2 separate regions of the Mus musculus genome follow, and region 1 is linked to region 2. Evidence: chromatin contacts called from public HiChIP or PLAC-seq data. All regions are on one chromosome and are shown on one strand. Each heading gives the region's core, a stretch centred on a gene start, on an enhancer-like site or on the middle of the called end of the contact. The rest is flanking DNA. Distances are from core to core; before and after follow the strand shown.

What was found. HiChIP or PLAC-seq counts read pairs in DNA pulled down with a chosen protein or histone mark.
Region 1: a contact with region 2 is called in an H3K4me3 HiChIP or PLAC-seq map of embryonic limb bud, with 4 times the contacts expected there. The contact joins the enhancer-like site here to the promoter of Mthfd2 in region 2. A contact is called at or near these places in 9 of 39 promoter capture datasets (the 3T3-L1 cell line, the C10 cell line, the HPC-7 cell line and 6 more), 1 of 15 datasets of contacts at CTCF or cohesin (pro-B cells), 7 of 484 Hi-C or Micro-C datasets (the Ba/F3 cell line, bone marrow, bone marrow-derived macrophages and 4 more), 17 of 115 datasets of contacts at active chromatin or transcription factors (the 230-238 cell line, the SCID.adh cell line, Th17 cells and 13 more) and 4 of 9 other capture datasets (adipose tissue, bone marrow-derived macrophages, liver and 1 more).

The regions. Positions count from the first base shown.
Region 1 is chr6:82,985,963-82,989,242 of GRCm38.p6, forward strand. The region is part of intron 4 of M1ap (meiosis 1 associated protein); the gene reads left to right. Among named protein-coding and RNA genes, the nearest start is that of Gm32644, 35 kb to the right of the region's middle. Within about 2 kb of position 1,694, at least 22 of the 459 cell types and tissues checked have an H3K27ac peak or open chromatin away from gene starts, as enhancers often do. A contact at or near this core is called in embryonic limb bud and second pharyngeal arch cranial neural crest, where this site is marked.
Region 2 is chr6:83,315,952-83,319,209 of GRCm38.p6, forward strand. It overlaps Mthfd2 (methylenetetrahydrofolate dehydrogenase (NAD+ dependent), methenyltetrahydrofolate cyclohydrolase), which reads right to left and starts at 1,653. Exons shown (of 8, transcript NM_008638.2): 1 at 1,478-1,653. The coding sequence starts at 1,578.

The DNA.
Region 1 (3,280 bases), core at 444-2,943, 330 kb before region 2:
GTCTGTACTGCCACGCCCAGCTTCATTTGTTGATTTTATTCTGAGGCAGAGTTTTGCTTTACAAAGCCTAGGTTATGTGTAACCTAAGCTGCCCTAAAAAAATCACATTCTCCTATGTCAATCTCAAATGCTCATCATAAATGAGATTACAATTACTATACCTAGCTCACTTTTTAAAATTAATCTGATGAACTAATCCCATGCAAAGTGTATATGCACTCACACGCTCATGTGCATGTGCACATTGAAATTAAGGTGCATGTTAAAGCCAAGGGTGCAAAGATGACTCATAAAGTTGTTAAATAAGACAGTATTGGAGGGGCTGGAGAGATGGCTCGGCTGTTAAGAGCACTGACTGCTCTTCCAGAGGTCCTGAGTTCAGTTCCCAGCAACCACGTGGTGGTTCACAACCATCTGTAATGGGATCAGATGTCCTCTTCTGGGGTGTCTGAAGACAGCTACAGTGTACTCACATAAAATAAATAAATCAATCTTAAAAAAAAAGACAGTACTTGGGCTTATCATATGCTCAATCACACATCCTTTGTTTCATATGCATGATGCTCTGGGTTTAACACACAGCACTGCAGAAAATAATATGTAGTGTCATACTGACACAGGAATAGACCATTTGTCCTGTCCAGAACTTATTACTGAGCCCAGAAGCAGAAAGTCACATGAAAACATAATGTGTGGTGTGGCTGCCATGGAAAAACAATGAAAATAGATTAGTGTAGTTACTAAATCATGCTGGAACGATCATTGATCCTTCAGGAAAAAAGAGAAGTTGGATCTCTACTTTATAAAACCTAAATATGAGAGAGAAAACTTTTAGAAGAGAATGTATAAGAAAAAACTTAATGACTGTAGGTGAGGAGAAGGAAGAATTTCATATGAGACACAAAGTCTGCTAGCTACAGAAGACTGAAGAAGCATCCCTATAGTAAAATCAGAATTCCTGTTTGTCAGAAGACACCATGGAAAAGGGAGTCAGAAAAACCACACCTACAGCTCTCACTCAAGTAACCAGCGAGAAGTTGCTGTCTGGAATGCAAACGTTGTAACATCATCATAAAGTGGAGCACCACAGCTGAGAGGAACGATGCTCATGAATGTTTATACGGGGGGTGGGGGGTGTTGGGGGGGTGGGGAGAGGCAGGCCACTCATGGCATATAGAAGACTGTGCTTCTTACAAAGCTCCAGGAAGTTAAAGCAATGAAATATTACTTAAAGCAGTAACCTTTTTAAAAGAGAAAGAATGATAAGGAAGTTCAGCATAGCAAGGCTTCCTCTGAGGAGGAGGGAAGAGCACACAGACATGTCGTGCTATTCATGACATTCTGTATCTCAAGTTAACAAAAGAGATTCATGATGTCTGCTTATGGCTGAGCTTTTAGAGCTTACAAGGGCACACCTGATACGTCTTCATTTGCATACGATAAAATTTTTATACTAGTCTTCTAAAGAATGGATAAGTAATAAATATGCCAAAACTCGGGAGGTCACAGTGATCAATATACTTTGGCATCCAGACAGCATCTGTCCAGGTTGACAACCGTCTGCACTGATTGGGTATGTGAGTCTTGAAGCAGTTACAAATCAGCTTAACGAGGCTGTCAGCGAGCCTACAGTTCTCAGCCGTGTACACAAGGATATCAGGTTCCTTTGCTAAGTGCTCACAAACCATCTGTTTAAAATTTCCTCCTAGAGTTTACCAGGGATCGATGTCAAGATCCTTGGAAAGGCAGCCTATCCACATGTGTTCTCAGGAAATACCAAATGTTAACAATCCAAACAAAGAAGATGGAGATTCATTGCTCCTTAGAAGAGTCCAGAAAGAAGTAGGGGTAGGGGATTGGAGGGTCCCCTCTGTACTTTAAGCAGTTGTCAGACTCTGATGTCTTACAAAATAGGCCAGATGAGCAGCTGCGCATCGAGTTTGTCTTGGATAACTGCATTAAAGTCGTTTTCCTGTGGCATTAAGTCTAAATTAGAAGCTCTGTTGTGTTTGCTACCTAAAGATTTTTAACCCAGACAGACATGTGTTTCATTAAAAGAAGCCGTGATCTCAGAAAAATAGCATCCCCTCCTTTTATACTTAAATGAAGTGATAGGAATTTAGCAGCATATCTGAAATTACTTGAAAATGGCGATTTTTTAAAGTTTGTTCTTGCCGGGTTGAGGAATAGTCTACATACCAGAAGTTACATGCATTCAACATGTACAGCTCAGTGAGTTTTCACAGTCCTGTACCCCTACAGATCATCACCCCAGTCAAGATATAAAATCCTTGCATTGTGCTCAAAGGCCCCTCCTCCCCTACACACACACACACACACACACACACACACACACACTCAATCCCACCCTCCGCCCTTTACTTCCCATTTTACAAAAGTAGAATCATACTATATATATATATATATATATATATATACTTTTGTGTCTGACCTTTTTCATTCAGATGTTGAGATTTGTCCATGGTGTTTATAACAAGTCTTTATTGTTGAATAGTAATATTTTACATAAATAATTTGTTTAACTATTCACCTGTCAATGGACACTTTGGTTTTCTATTTTTGACTATGAGTAAAACTGGTATAAATGCCTACACACAGATCTTTCCAGGCATGGATGCTTTCATTTCTCCTGAGTCCTTATCATTTATCTTTTCTAATACATGTACTTTCAATTCATTTGTGGATTTGTATTTAAAGTATATTGAGCCAGGCATGGTGGCAAGGCCTTTAATCTCAGCACTTCATAGGCAGAGGCATGTGGATCTCTGAGTTCAAGGCCAGCCTATCTACAGAATGGGTTCCAGGACAGCCAGAGCAACACAGAGAGACTCTATCTTGAAAACCAATAAGAATAAGAATAAGAAAATTTGGGCTGGTGAGATGGCTCAGTGGGTAAGAGCACCCGACTGCTCTTCCAGAGGTCCGGAGTTCAAATCCCAGCAACCACATGGTGGCTCACAACCATCCGTAACGAGATCTGACTCCCTCTTCTGGAGTGTCTGAAGACAGCTACAGTGTACTTACATATAAATAAATAAATCTTTAAAAAAAAAAAAAAAGAATAAGAAAATTTGTTGTAGACAACATATTATTTATTTATTCTGATAACCTCTAAGTTTTACTTGGAATGATACTCCATTAATAATTATTTAAGTGTTGATATGGTTAGTTTCATGTCTATTGTTTTATTCTGTTGTTTGTTAATTCTGTTTGATTGGTCTTTTTTTCTCCTGCTTTCCTGCCTTTGAGGGGTGTTCAA
Region 2 (3,258 bases), core at 403-2,902:
ACTGAACAATAGATATTTTGCCATCCCCTTTCCATAAATTAATCTTGGTTCTTCGGCTTACCATAAAAACCCTGCTGAATGCAGCAAAGATGGATGATAGTAAGAAACAAGCTGTAAGTGTAAACAGCTGCCACCAAGTCCATTTACTCTCCCGCCCACCGTCTCCCAGGCAACAGTACTCTTCCCTCCAGCCCCGGAGTTTATGTTCCTGAAACCCTGGGTCGGCAAGGCAGGCACTGCAATTATCAAATGTGCAGGACGGCGAACACAGATCGACTTCAGAGATACGAAGCCCACACTTCTCAGAAAAGCATGCAAGAGTAAACCCGGAGAAGGAGCAAAGTGGTCCAGTTTTTTTGGGTAATGAATTACAGGATCTTTTCAGTTAGCAAAGTCTCTGACACGTGTGGTCCACAGACATATGGAGCCAGAACTCAGGAAGAGGAAAGGAAGAACAGGGAAATAAAAGGTGGAATTCAATGTGGGAGGTCAGGATCTGATCTTGGAAAACCCTTTCAAGTCCTGCAAAACCTCAGGATCCAGTGCACCAACATGCAAGGCTCCAGAAATATTTTTATTGCCTTCCACCTAGTATTCACAACCCCTCTAGGACTCTTCTTCCTAGGCACAGAAATTGGAGTTTGAGGCCAAGAAAGACCCAATAAATCAATTATCCCCCGAAAGAAGTGCATAAAACTTTTCTGCCTTCCTCATTAGTTTGGTTTTTTTCTTTTCCCAGTCAACTTACTTTGGGGGCTGAGAGGCCTTCATATATTTCAACTTTTAAAATTATGAAAAAATATGTATACGATTTTTACCATTGTGACTTTTTTAAAATTAGGCTGGTCTCTAACTCACTCTATAGACCAAGTTGGCTTTGAACCGCAGTAATCCTCCTGCCTCACAAGCAATCTCACCGCGCCCGGCTCTGGCAATTTTAAAGCGTACGGTTTATGTGGTATTAAACACTCACAGAATGGTGTGACCACCACAGTGGTCCACGTGCAGATCGGAAGCTCCAACACCCTAGCTCCCTCTAAAACAATGCACCCTACTCCCAGCAGCCCCCAGCAACTTCTGGGGCATGTATCATTTTAGGTTGCCAAGGCTAGAACTGGTGGGCTCCAGAGTGGACTGCGAAGGGCCACCATCAAGCTGGGGCATCTTGCGAACCACACCCACCCGGGAGGAGGGAAGTTGGTACCCTTGGAGCAAGCCGGCTCACAGATTTCATCAGACTGCAGCAACCCGGGCTGCCGCTAGGGTCCGGGAAGGGCAGACCTCTCCGCACCCATCTCTGCAGTGGCAGAACAGTGTCCCCTGCCAAGCGTCCGCATCTCCACGTGCACCCCGGTGCCACGTTGCCCCGCCACACCTCTCCGTTGGGGGCTGGCCCCGAGGCCGGGTGATGCTTGGGAAGGATATCTGTCCACGCCGCGCTCCGCAACCCCACGGACTCGCTCCCCGACACACTCACCGCACTGCCGCCAGGTGGAAGGGCTGTAGGCGGGGGTGGCAGCCGTGCGTGGGGCGCAACAACCGCACAGCCAACGCAGACAACAAGGAAACTGAAGCCATGGCTCGCGCCGGTGCCCGCGCCGGAGAGAAGCGCGCGCGCGGGCCACGAAGCTATACCCCGGGCCCACGAAAGCCCCGCCTCCCGCGCGCCCATTGGCCCCTGAGCCGGCGTAGGAGCCAATAGGAGATCTCAGTTCTACGTAAGCTGGTCCAGGAGCAGGTCCTGATTGGCTGAAGGAGTCAAGCCCCTGACTGAGGAGAGGCAGCAGTGGTCCCTCAGCTAGGCCAACTGAATCTGGGGTTCATTCATTCATTCATCAAACAAAAATCTGAACCAGCTACTGTGTGCTGAGAACCCCTGAAAGGCACTAAAAAAAAATTTTTTTTTAAAAGGAGAAATCATCATTTGGCAAAATCATACTAAAAATTGATCTGGAATCACCCAAGGATGTCAAAACAGCAGGGTGAAACCTGAAAAAGGAGCAAGATATTTACTTGTAGTTTTGCCATATAGAGGCCAGTAAGATGACTCAACAGTTAAGATTACTTACCGCTCTTACAAATTGCCCAAGTTCGATTCTGATCCTTCTAGTGACTCAAAACCTCTTGTAACTCCCGCTCCTCCTACAACACCAGCTCTGGAGGATCAGACACTTCTGGCCTCTAAGGGCACCCCCAGGCACACGTCATACACACACACACACACACACACACACACACACACACACACACACACACGCATGCACACAGACACTTTCTGGCCTCCAAAGCCCCCCCCCCCCCACCATGGACACATGCAATGTACATATAAATTAAAACGAAGCTTTTATAAAAAGTTAACCAGGAGCTTTTACATGTACCTTTGTGTGTGTGTGTGTGTGTGTGTGTGTGTGTGTGTGTGTATACATATATATATATATTCATGTGTATACGTATACTGAAAAGAACAGCAGGTTCTCTTAATTGCTGAGTCTTCTCTCTAGCCCTCTACTCTTAAAAAAAATCAAGTTAACATTACCATTCATGGGACAAACATTTTGTGGCCTTGCTATGAGGCATTTACCAAAATATTTCACTTGATAATTCTAAACAAATCTGAAATTTTAATGTAGTGACTTTCTTAAACCAGGAGGACTCCACTAGTGGTTAGTCTTCCATGGATTTAGAGTCACCTCCTGGGAGACAGCACTTCTGGGTGTGTCTGTGAGAGGTGCAACTAAAGAGGAAATGTCCACCCATCCCATGGACTGGGGACTGAGGATCAGTAAAATGGAGGAAAGGAGGAAGCCTGCCTGTGCTCCCCCCTCTCTGTTTCCCAGTGCAGAGATGTGAGCCAGCAGCCTCAGTCTCCTGCTGCCACAGCTGGGAGCTGCTCTTTGTCCCCCACAATGGGTTGTGTATCCCCAAACCGCCCATAGTACAACTGTGTCTTCCCTTAGGTTCCCTTGTCAGGTAAGGGTCAGGTAATTTGGTTTTGTGTACATTTATGCATATATATATATATATATTATGTATATATATTCATTCATGTGTATATGTATGTGCACACGTATGGAGGTAAAAGGTCAACATGGGGTTGACCTTCCTCAATCACTCACCACCTAATTTTTTGCGTGTGTATGTGTATGAGTGTGGTACATCCACAGGAGCACATGGAGGCCACAATAGGCCATCAGGTACCCTACTCTGCTTATTCTCTTGACACAGGGTATGTCACTGAATCTGAAGCTAGGCAGATCA